2 separate regions of the Zea mays genome follow, and region 2 is linked to region 1. A link is a contact called in public Hi-C data. All regions are on one chromosome and are shown on one strand. The core of a region is the stretch at or near the end of the contact, and the rest is flanking DNA. Distances in the headings are between cores, read along the strand shown.

Region 1 (5,540 bases), core at 1,709-4,208:
GAGACATACCAAGGCATATAGTAGACATTCCCAAGTGCTCTTACACCCAAGTGCTTAATAGAATCACTCGGTGATTAGCGTAGGTGTTTTGCGAAGTGCTTAGGTTAGTTAGACCGCTTTAGCGCTTGCTCTAGGTGAACCCTAGTTAGTTGAGTGAGTTTTGTAAAATCACACAACCCCTCGGCTCTTGCGCGGGCTGTTGTAATTGTACCGAGTGGGGAGAGAGTCTTGCGAGACCGTGACAACCGCGTTTGTGTCACGACCACCACCGTGTACCGGAAGGAACAAGGCCCACAGCGTTTTCGGCCGGAAGCTCAATAGTGGAGACGGTGGGAGCGTCCAAGAGGAGCCGGAAGCGGAGCACTACTTGCGCGTGGAGAAGGCCCGCGGCTCTCTACGGAGTTACTCGACCGAGGTGCTTGACCTTCGCTTGGGCTTTCCTTTGCGTAGGGGCATCAACGAGGATTAGTCAGGACCTTGCGTGGTTCCGGATACCTCGGTAAAAATATCGGTATCATCCACGAGAGTTTGTATCTCTATCTTGCTCTTTAAGCTTCCGCATTTATATCAAGCATTTAAGTTTCAATCTTGTCTTTATACTTATATAGTGTAGATTGAAACTTAGTCATTGCGATAGAGTTAGCAACACTTAGACAAAACCTAGTTTGCACATTCTAGTTTGATTATTTGCATAGGTTTTGCTCTAGGGAATTATTTGTGGCCTAGTTTAGTGAAAGTTTTAGAAGTCCTAATTCACCCCCTCTTAGGCGTCACCCGTTTCCTACACCCGGGGCCCACAAGAACGTGTGGCTTTACCTCAGGTAAAACACTTGATTTTACCCTTGCCTGATGGCTCCTTCCTAGGGAAGCCAACGCTGCCTGACCCCTCTCCCGACCTATAAAAGGATGGGATTGGCCCTTAGGTTAGGGGGTTGGTTCCTTTCAGACGAATGCACCCACAAGGGTAGACCCCATATGAGAGGGACCAACGAATAGGAGGAGGAGGACCTAGAGGTTGGAGCCACCCGCCAAGCCAAGACTTAGCTAAGACTCCACTTTCTAACCACCTCTACGACGAATAAGAGACTCGGGAACCTCTCCTCCCTCTCTGGTCCACTTGTAACCCTTACTATGAGCTTTGATCATCAATGGTGCCGGCAGCGCAAACACCGATGACTGAAAGTAGGTACGTTCTGCTCGAACCAATATAAATCTTACGCGCACCGAGCACACTTTCTGGAGCCCGAAACACGCACAATAAATTTACTTGTCAGAGCAAGGTTTGAAACACCGACACTACAAAAATGAGATATCTCCCTACGGACATACTCATCTTCTAGCTCTAGACTTCTCTATAACCAAGAACACCGTGCAATACAACACTACAAACATACATGATGTAAGGTATTACACGCTTGAGCAACCCGAATCTGTAAAAAAATCTTCTATGTTCCATCGTGCCCTGCATGAACCATCGAGCCACAATCGACTTTGCCATCCTCACAAAAACACTACATGGTACTTCCCGTGCGTACCATCGGTATCAAACTCCAACACAACACGTGCTGAGCCATGCCAAATAAAATAATGGCGCATACACCTTCTGTACTATACCGCGTGCAACCATGCATGCACACAGAGGAGTAACAATATGGACATATACACTGAGTGTGTGGACAGAAGCATCGATTTGGCTGTGGAGAAAAGTGGAAAAAGGGACGAGAACATCTGCAAGCCTATGTCGGTTTCCTTTGTTTAAGACTAGTTTGACAAGTCCATTTCCCTAAGGATTCTCATCTTTACAAGAAAAAATAAACTAATTTTCCTTAGTAAATGATTTTTTTTGGAAAAATAAGGTTCCTTAGTACTGGTCTTGATCCATTTGCTTGTCCATAAGCCAGCTAGTCTACTCTGTCATCTGCAGACAAACTTTAAATCTTTTGACATTTCTAGAACAAAATTTAAATTGTATAGTTTTTAAAAATATATATTAAAAAACCAAAACATCTTATAGTTTAAAATAGAGGAAATACATAAATAGTCATATAAAAAAGAAACAACTGCGTGAGTCAACAAAATCTTTTCCAAACTTATCGCTTTACCTTTTGACACTTATATAATTCCTTATTTTATTATAGAAAAAGATATTCCATCCATCCATCAAAATTATATATATGCCGTAACTTTGTTTTCCTAGTCCGGCCTTATAATTTGAAATTAATTTTAAAAGTATATACTATAATATTTTGTCATCAAATTAATCTTATTGAATCTCATAAGTATAATTTGATGGTGAATTTTTTATGTTATTTTATAAATGAATATGGTAAATTTGATTCAGGATAAAACTACTAAATTGATATGTACTTTCTCTGTCTCAATATATAAGACGTCTCATTATATAAGGCGCAACTATCTCTATTCGAAGACCAAGAAATATATTTAATTATCTCTATATTACTGTATCGATATACGCTAGAACATGTCTTATATTATGGGACAAATAAAAAATGGTTACGTCTTATGAACTGTTACAGAGAGATTCTTCAATTTAAGTCGGGCGTTCGATATACAATGCTACATGACTTGGATGGCATTAAGAAAATTTAGTTAGAAAAAAAGCGCGATTGACAATGCTACATGACTAGGAGGACATTAAGAAAAATTTTAATCATGGCTTGCAACTCCTACAAAGTACGTCTAAGCCCACAGCACAGGATCTCTTGGCAATTGGCATCCATCCGACCATCCCCGTGGCATTGGGCGGTTGGGTCCCGCCTCCCTCCCTCCACCTTTTCCCCGTGGGAGCATTTTGACTCACAGGCTCGCTCCGCTCTGCTCCGTTACGCCGTTCCAACCGTCACTTTCCTTTCTGTGACCCGCAGCCGCAGGCCCATCCTCCATGCCATCCTTTCCTTCCAATCGAAACTTCCAAATCCGATCCCACCCACCGATCGCCAACTACTCCTACTGCTATAACCATCCTCCCCAGCGCCCCGCCCGCCCTCCGTGCCCCTCTCCACTTCGATCGCCTTCCTCGACAGTTCATTGCCATCGGCAGCGCGTTGCCGCCGCTCGACTCGACTTGACTCCACTCTGCTCGAGGTGATCACCATGGTTGCTCTGTTCTGTATATGATTCTAGCCGCAGAGTTTTTTTTTTTTGCGGGAGTTTTTTCCCTGACTTTTTTGGGGTCATCGATGGATGTGTAGGGTTTTGCTGGAGTCGAGTTCGGTCGGCATTGTTGGATTGAGCTTTCGGCTTGGGGGAACTATTGTAAGGGGTAAGTCTGCTTCTCTCTTGGTGCCGTCGAGAACTTGAGATTACGATTGGTTTGGGGAATTCGAGACTTCGCGCAGAGCGAAAGTGTGAACACCATTGGCTTTATGCGTTCTCGGTTCGAGATTTTGCTAGTAATGCATATCTGTCGGCGTAAATTGCACGGGACGGTGACTGTAATCTCGATGTGTTGATTTTGAATATCACGTGCCTTAGGGGTTAAGTATTCTGGATAGACGATCGACTGTTCTAACTTCTAATTGTAGCATGCAACAACGCCAACAGATGGGACGGGAGACCCAAACATGATATGTGAAATCTGAGATAGTCTTGTGAAATCTGAAGTGCGCCTTTTAGGCGCTGCACCTTTCTTTTTAGGATTAATTTTGATGACATGGAGTGACATCTAGTTCATTTTGATGCCATGGAGTGACATGAAAATGAAATAGTTTCCATTTTTTCAAAAATTTCAGTGGCATGTTTCCAACTAACCCTTCTTTTTAACAGTAGACAAGAGAAAATTTCTTTCTGTCCTTTTTGGCACAAACTGACAAAGCCGTACTTTTCAATTCTTTGTCTTCTGGGAACGCTCTCAGATATTCCATTCTGTACTTCTCTATGATGCAGTCAACTTCTTGCAAATCTCAATGCAGAATTTATTTAGTTTAACATTTTTGCTCCAGTTCTATACAGAGGATGAATAATCTTGCCTTTGATCTTCAGATTCTTTATGTCTTCTGGGAACACTGTCAGATATTCCATTCTGTACTTTTCTACGATGCAGTCAACTTTTTGCAAATCTCACTGCAGAATTTATTTAAACACATTTGCTCTAGTTCTATACAGAGGACGAACCATCTTGCCTTTGGTCAATGTTACAACTCTTTTTCTACTGTGTTTTTAATAAATCAATATCAATGATTGCATTATTTCAGAACTAAAAAACACTGAACTTATAAAAGTAAAAGTAGTTGTATATATATGTGAAATTAACAGTTCATTCCTGTATGACTCCTATATAAGTGAAATGTCAACTATTACTCTGTTCCTGCAGGTACTGACATAATCATGAAGCTTTTCATATTTCGATGACAGGATTGTTGGATCTCATATACGTGTTTTAGAAAGAGATGAAAGTCGGCGGTCTCCTGACCTCTGCTGGAATCAACATCGGTCTCTGTGTACTTTTTCTGTCACTGTACTCCATTCTAAGGAAGCAGCCACAGAATGTTAAGGTCTATTTTGGAAGAAGGATTGCTGAGGAGCACAACCGGCTCCGTGATGCTTTTATCTTGGAGAGATTTGTCCCTTCCCCTAGCTGGATTGTGAAAAGTCTGCGGTGCACAGAGGAAGAAATCTTGGCTACTGCTGGGTTGGATGCTGTTGTTTTCAATAGAATTCTAGTATTCAGGTATTTGCATTTTTACTTTCACATGTGCTTCTTTAGTTTTTGGTTACTGTTAAAAGTTACTGCCAACATTATAAACTGTTTTTTTGTGTTACTTGAATTTATCAGTTTGTATTTTGGTCTACAAGGTTTCCTTGCTATGTCACTTTGATAATAACAAGCCCACTAATGTGGCTATCAAACTGCACTGCTTCTTGGTTTCTTGCTGCTTCAACATCAACATCAACATAGTCTTTTAGTCCCAAGCAAGTTGGGGTAGGCTAGAGTTGAGACCCAATAAAAAGTCACCAAAAAGAGAAAGAGAAAGGGGAGGGGGAAAAACTTTTGAGAGAACTAAAAGGGAGGCCTAATCATGGTTCGGGCACGTGAATAACTTCTTTCCAAGTACTTCCATCCAAACACAACTCTTTTGAGATATTCCATTCCTTCAAGTCCCTTTTGCTAGCCTCCTCCCATGTCAAGTTTGGTCATCCTCTACCTCTCTTCACAATATTGTCCCGTCTTATGATGCCTCTGCACCGGTGCCTCTGGGAGTCTCCGGTGGACATGACCAAACCATCTCAACCGGTGTTGAATAAGCTTCTCTTCAATTGGTACTACTCTTAGCCGATCGTGTATGTCATCGTTTCTCACTCGGTCCAATCTTGTGTGCCCATCAGAGCGGGTCTTAATCTTATAGACCCACTTGCACGTGATAGGAGTAGCAGCGGAAGGAAGTGGGACAAAATCCCAAGTGTCGACGCGCTGAAGAGCAGCAATCTCCTCAGCCATAGCTAATTAACACTCAGGATGGGAAAGCACATCATGGTAGGAAGTAGGCTCAGAGAAAATAGAAGCAGAAGCGACAAAATCA
Region 2 (5,878 bases), core at 3,145-5,644, 650 kb after region 1:
GAAGTTCACAAAGAAGCACGGAGTAAGGGAGAGAAGCAACACACACAAATCCACAGCAAAATGCGCACACACACGGCCAAGAAAGGGAAATGCGCACTAAGGCTTAGAAACATACCTTTACTCTTGATTTGCACTTTGTCCATCCATGGGTATAGATTTACTCTATATGCTGTAGACATATGGGGCAGGCATTTCAGTCAGGCTCCTAGAAGAACATTGGTCGAATCTGGTATTCAATGGGTTCAGAGAACGTTGGAGATTAGTAACGACTGTTTTGACATGTTTCGCATGCGAAGAACTGTTTTTAGACGATTGCATGACACGTTGGTACAAAATTATGGTCTACTTCCAAGCCGGGGTGTTAGTACTATGGAAGCTCTTGGCATATTCTTGTGGGCATGTGGGGGTCCACAATCGTTTAGGCAGATCAGAAATAAATTTGGTCACTCATTGGAAACAATTAGCCGCAAGTGTAGTGATGTCCTTAATGCACTTTATAAGATGTCATCTGACATAATCAAGCCGAAAGACCCACATTTCGTCGAGATTCATCATCGTTTGCGAGAGCCAAGGTTTTGGCCACACTTCAAGGATTGCATAGGCGCAATAGATGGTAGTCACTTTCCAGCGGCAGTCCCGGCTTCGGAACAAGCGAAATATATTGGCCGACACGGTTACACGTCGCAGAATGTAATGGTCGTATGTGACTTCGATATGAGGTTCACATTTGTTGTGACAGGATGGCCAGGTTCCGTACATGACACAAGAGTACTACAGGATACTTTAATAACTTATGCGGACAGGTTCCCCCATCCACCGGAAGGTATATAAATATGTTGTACATTTGTAGAATACAGTACTATTTTATGTCATATGTACGTAACATTTGTATTTTGTGTTTGTGCAGGTAAATACTATCTTGTCGATTCGGGTTATCCAAATAGAAAGGGGTACCTTGCACCTTATAAGGGTCAGAAGTACCACATTACAGAATGGCAAAATGCGAGGCAACCTATTGGGAGCAAAGAAGTATTCAACTATGCGCACTCATCTCTACGAAATGTTATTGAGCGATCATTTGGGGTGCTCAAAATGAAGTGGAGAATTCTATTAAGTCTCCCTTCATTTTCGCTTGAGAAACAATCCAAGATAATTATTGCATGTATGACATTGCATAACTTCATTAGAGATAGTGCTCTACACGATAGAGATTTTGATGAAGTAGGAGCTAATAGCCTAAGTCATGATGTACCTGCAGGTGAGAGTAGTACTAGTACATCTGATGAGTTAGACATGAGTGATTTTCAAGATGCAATTGCTAATGCATTAGTGTCGTAGTTAACTTAGTGATTGTAACAGTACTTATGATGTAATCAACTCCACTAATTATTGTGTAATGACCTTTATCTGCGTTATGGCTTTCATTTTATCGTTTGTTCGAACAGAATCTGCAATATGAGAATCTGATTATCCAAACACGTAGATTCTGACGAACAGCTTTTCTGCAAAGCTGGCGAACCAAACACCTAAATTCTAACCACCAGCTTTTCCCAACAGCCAGCTTTTCCCCACAACCAGCTTTTCAGATAAGCTGGCCAGAAAAAAGCCGAACCAAACACGCTCTATGTATCTATTATAGATCGATGATAGCTTAGGATAAGTGGTGTGATGGTCTGTGTTCTCCATCATCTTCATCTCACTAGTATACTCAGACTTCTCCATCAAAAGGCTAGTACGTAGCATGTCGACATGGGATCAAAATCTGTGCCATCTTCGTTGGATGTGGTGTTTCGGTTTGCCTTCCAAGGAGGAGCGAAGAATTATTAAGTGCCGCGCACATGTGTAGTGGTGTGTGTGTGTGTGGGCGTACCGAAAGGGTCAAGTGGTAGTATACGAGCTGTACTAGGTGACAATCTGTGACGTCGGCCTTTAGTTTTGTCAAACAATGTTCCATCTCTCTCTTTCGTCGTCCCCCCCCCCCCCCCCCCCCCCCCCCCCCCCCCCCCCCACCCCACCCCTACTGTGAACTCTGCTAGCTGGATAAAATTATTTGTTCCTTCCAAGTGCATTAGGTTTCCGATGTGACGCATCTCGGCATCGTCATTATTTAAAGAATCACGGTTAGTAATATTAGGTGAATTTGCTTTGTGCAACAAAACAATCAACATTAGAGCACTTTAACTTGTTTTTTGTGCAATTGCCGCCCGTTCTAGTTTAATGAAATTTCACCGTTTCTCACTCCCCACCACCATGCATATCCACCAAATACCTTTGTGCCTCACTCACGCTGAATCCAATCCAATCTCCCGAACCCCACCCACACGTGAACAAGCAGCAGTGGAACTTTCTCTCTCTCTCTGAAGGTACAGAGCCTTTTTGTAGTTAGGGCGGCATTTACTTTGTTAGATAAATGGAGGAATCACGCTTTACTTACTCTCCTTTATTTAGGTTGACTGAAGAAAGTGACAGGGCTGGCAGTTAACCATACATATCTCACTAATCTTTTTCTTTTTTTTTTTGTGGTTGTGGGATTAGAAAAGGTGGGTGAGCTCACAAGAATCCACATGCTAACCATGATGACAAATAATGTGATCGGAGACACAACACAGACACACAGTTATCTGTCTTGCGACGAAAACGACTGAACCTCTGGAAGACAGCGTTTTAGAGGTAACCAATATACAAGGACATGAGATAAAGACGTTGATGTGGCATGTATCCATCCCTTGCTCCTGCCTATGCCAACTGCCTTTTTTTTGATTCGTATGCTACACTGACCGAAACCTGCTGATCCGGCCGGCCGGTAAAGAAAACATTTCCTTTTTCTTGTGATCTAGGAAGCTACTACTAGTGCATATTCAAACAAAATCCCACAATATATCGCTTCGTTCTGATGAAGGATGAACAATAGTACTCGGTCGTCACGTGCAGCTTGTGAATGATACCTAATACTACTAGACGCTAGAGCTAGGTGGCTAGTGCATCTATAACGACGACCTCACCTCACCGACGGATACGACCAAGGAGAGAGGTAACGGCACCGAATTTCAGGGACGGCGTCCAGATGGGATGGGTGGGACACGTGACGCCTGCAAGCCGGCGGCGGCTAGACGTTCGCATTGCAATCCTTTCTCTTTTCTTTTTTCTCTCCTTGTCTTGGGTCCATTCGACGATGTGTAAAAAATAACATAAAAAAAAAGATGGAGAGCAAGATTCGATGTGTTGTGTGAATACGAACGATCGATCGTCCATGGCATGGCTACGCCATCTCGTCGTCGTATACCTACATAGTCTAGTCACTGGTCTACTAGATATACTAGGATCTCCTCCGATACAGCGGGGAGGAATCGTCATCCATCCTCCTGCATTTTCTCGTCTCTGATGATGTCCAGAGAAGATCCACCAGCAGCAGTACGTGACAGCAACCAGAAGGAATCGTCACCTCTACGCCGCGCAAAAAAATAAATAAAAAATAATACTCCTAGATAGGTTCTGCCCGTCATACGGGCCCCACCTCTCGCTTGCACGTGGGCCCGCGCGAGCGGCGCGCGACACGTACTCCACACGGCCATCTCACCGTGCGTCGTCACGTCCTGATGCCTGGATGTATGTAGTAGTAGATGAGTGGGAATGTGGGATGAATGAATGATGGACTCCTGCTGCTTCGTTCCGAGTTCCAAAACGGTGCCACATCGATGTGGTGGCCGCGCTTCTAGCTTTCAGCCGGGTAAATTTGCTGCTGCTGCTGCAGCAGCAGCACACAGTGTGGTATCGAAAGATTCGTCTCGTGTTCATGCTAAGTACGCTTAGCTTGACTCGTTTTATCGATTGAACTGCTATTCAACGCTTTCCTATCTGCACGCCCGAGATCCAATTCGTGCGCATCATGTGCGACCACGCAGGCAGAGCCAACCACACATCTTACGGAAACAACATCTGCTATATCTACTTTACTCCATAATACTATGTACGTGATAAACCACGGCACAAATAATCCGGCGCGGTATACCTGCTAAATCAAAACATATAAAAATAAAAAACAAACTTCTTTTCAAAAGGCCTCGGATTATTTGCCTTTTTTATCGTTATTTCCGGCAGCAGCCAGCGCCATAAATACGAGCGCCGCTCCCTATTTTGCGTCCAAGACTCCAAGCCCGCCCTCCCTCCTTTGTCGCCACCTCCGCGAGCCTCTTCCCCGAGGCGAGAGGCTGCTGTGACGTCCCAGGCAGCGCCACCCGCGTCGCCATCTCCACCAGGCACCCACCACCACGCCTTGGCCGCCGGGCCCTCCATGCTTGGCTTGGCATTCGCTCGTCGACACAGGACAGGAGGATATATATTGCCGTGCTCGCCCGCCTTCTTCTTTTAGGAATCGTACGTACTCCTACATAAGAGAGGACGCGGACGCATCTTCTTCTTCCCTCCCGGAACCTGAGGGCAAGGGCGTTGCCGCCCAGCCGTGCCACCCACGATCGGGTGCGTAGCCATGGCCGTCGAAGCGCATCGCCTCCTCTTGGCAGGAGGACACAGGCAGCAGCAACAGCAGCAGCAGCTCGCCAGCGCGGGGTGGCCTTGGGCCGGCGCCGACGAAGATAGGTGCGCGACGACGGCGAGACCGAGCCAACATCATCACCATCAACAACAACAGCCGCAGCAGGAGTTGAGGCTCCACAACGCCTCGTGCGTGGGCGTCCTGGCTCCACGGGTCTCGACGATCGCTGCCGGCGGACAGATGTTCCTGGGCGACGCGGCGGAGAGCGACGTCACGTTCGGAGGAGGAGGAGCTGCGGCGCGGCAGGAGGTGACGGCAGTGGCGCCGGCGCCCAAGAGGCGGAAGCGCGCCGAGCAGCAGCAGACGCCGCCGGTGTTCCAGGTCTGCGCGGCCGACGATGTGGCGGCGCAGTTTCAGCAGCATATCGTCGACGTCAACCGCCTCGTGTTCCAACAAGTACTATACTACCTCTATCACTTTCGGTTGAGTTGAGCGCCCGGCGCGCGGTGTCGTTCCGGCCGTCTCGGCGCCACCGTTGTTGGAGGAGTCGGTCGTCGTTGACGTGGTTGGTATTAACGTGGATGATTTGAATAATAACTGCAGACCGCCAACATGTGGGCGGCGCTCACGGAGCTGCGGCGGCGGCAGGCCCGCCAGGTCGTGGCCGCCGTGGAGGCAGCGGCGGCGACGCGGCTGCGCGCCAGGGAGGAGGAGGTCCAGCGGACGGCGCGCATCAACGGCACGCTCGAGGAGCGGGCCAGGAGCCTCTACGTGGAGGCGCAGCTGTGGCGTGACCTGGCGCGGGCCAACGAGGCCACGGCCAACGAGCTCCGCGCCGAGCTGCAGCAGGCGCTCGACGACCAGCGGACGCGCGGCGCACCTGGCGCCGGCGCCGACGCCGACGACGCCGGGTCGTGCTGCCGCGGGGGGGAGGACGGCGGGACGGGTACGTCGTTGGCGAGGACGTGCGCGGTGTGCGGCCTGAGCGCGGCCGACGTGCTGCTGCTCCCGTGCCGGCACCTGTGCGCGTGCGCGCCGTGCGCCGGTGCGGCCAGGGCGTGCCCCGCGTGCGGGTGCGCCAAGAACGGCAGCGTCTGCGTCAACTTTTCGTGATGGCTGGTTGGTTGTCAAACCGATAGGATAGGATTGCTGGATTAGAGTAGTAGTAGTAGTAGTAGGTTTTTTTGGGGGTCTTGTTTATGGCAGCGACGGTTCAGTGATGCGGATATGAGACGGATGCATCTTTTGACTTTGTTTTCCACAAAAAAAAAAGAAAAAAACTCTCAAAACGCAATGAAATCAAAACAAGGAGACACGGCTGCTGGAGCTGGGAACGGGAAACATGGCTTCATTTGGCGCGACCAATTCTGATACGCTCCGTACTGA

What was found. A called contact is a pair of places that touch in the nucleus more often than the background predicts.
Region 2: a contact with region 1 is called in a Hi-C map of ear, with 1.7 times the contacts expected there. The contact joins the promoter of LOC100285989 here to the promoter of LOC100382010 in region 1. A contact is called at or near these places in 2 of 25 Hi-C or Micro-C datasets (ear and tassel).

Annotation. Positions count from the first base shown.
Region 1 is chr1:263,856,158-263,861,697 of Zm-B73-REFERENCE-NAM-5.0, forward strand. LOC100382010 (CSC1-like protein RXW8) reads left to right here and starts at 2,959. Exons shown (of 12, transcript NM_001174776.1): 1 at 2,959-3,105; 2 at 3,213-3,283; 3 at 4,334-4,690. The coding sequence starts at 4,410.
Region 2 is chr1:264,500,381-264,506,258 of Zm-B73-REFERENCE-NAM-5.0, forward strand. LOC100285989 reads left to right here and starts at 4,395. Exons shown (of 2, transcript NM_001158877.1): 1 at 4,395-4,948; 2 at 5,096-5,740. The coding sequence starts at 4,487. The coding sequence ends at 5,605. It also overlaps a transcript of LOC100279310 not described here.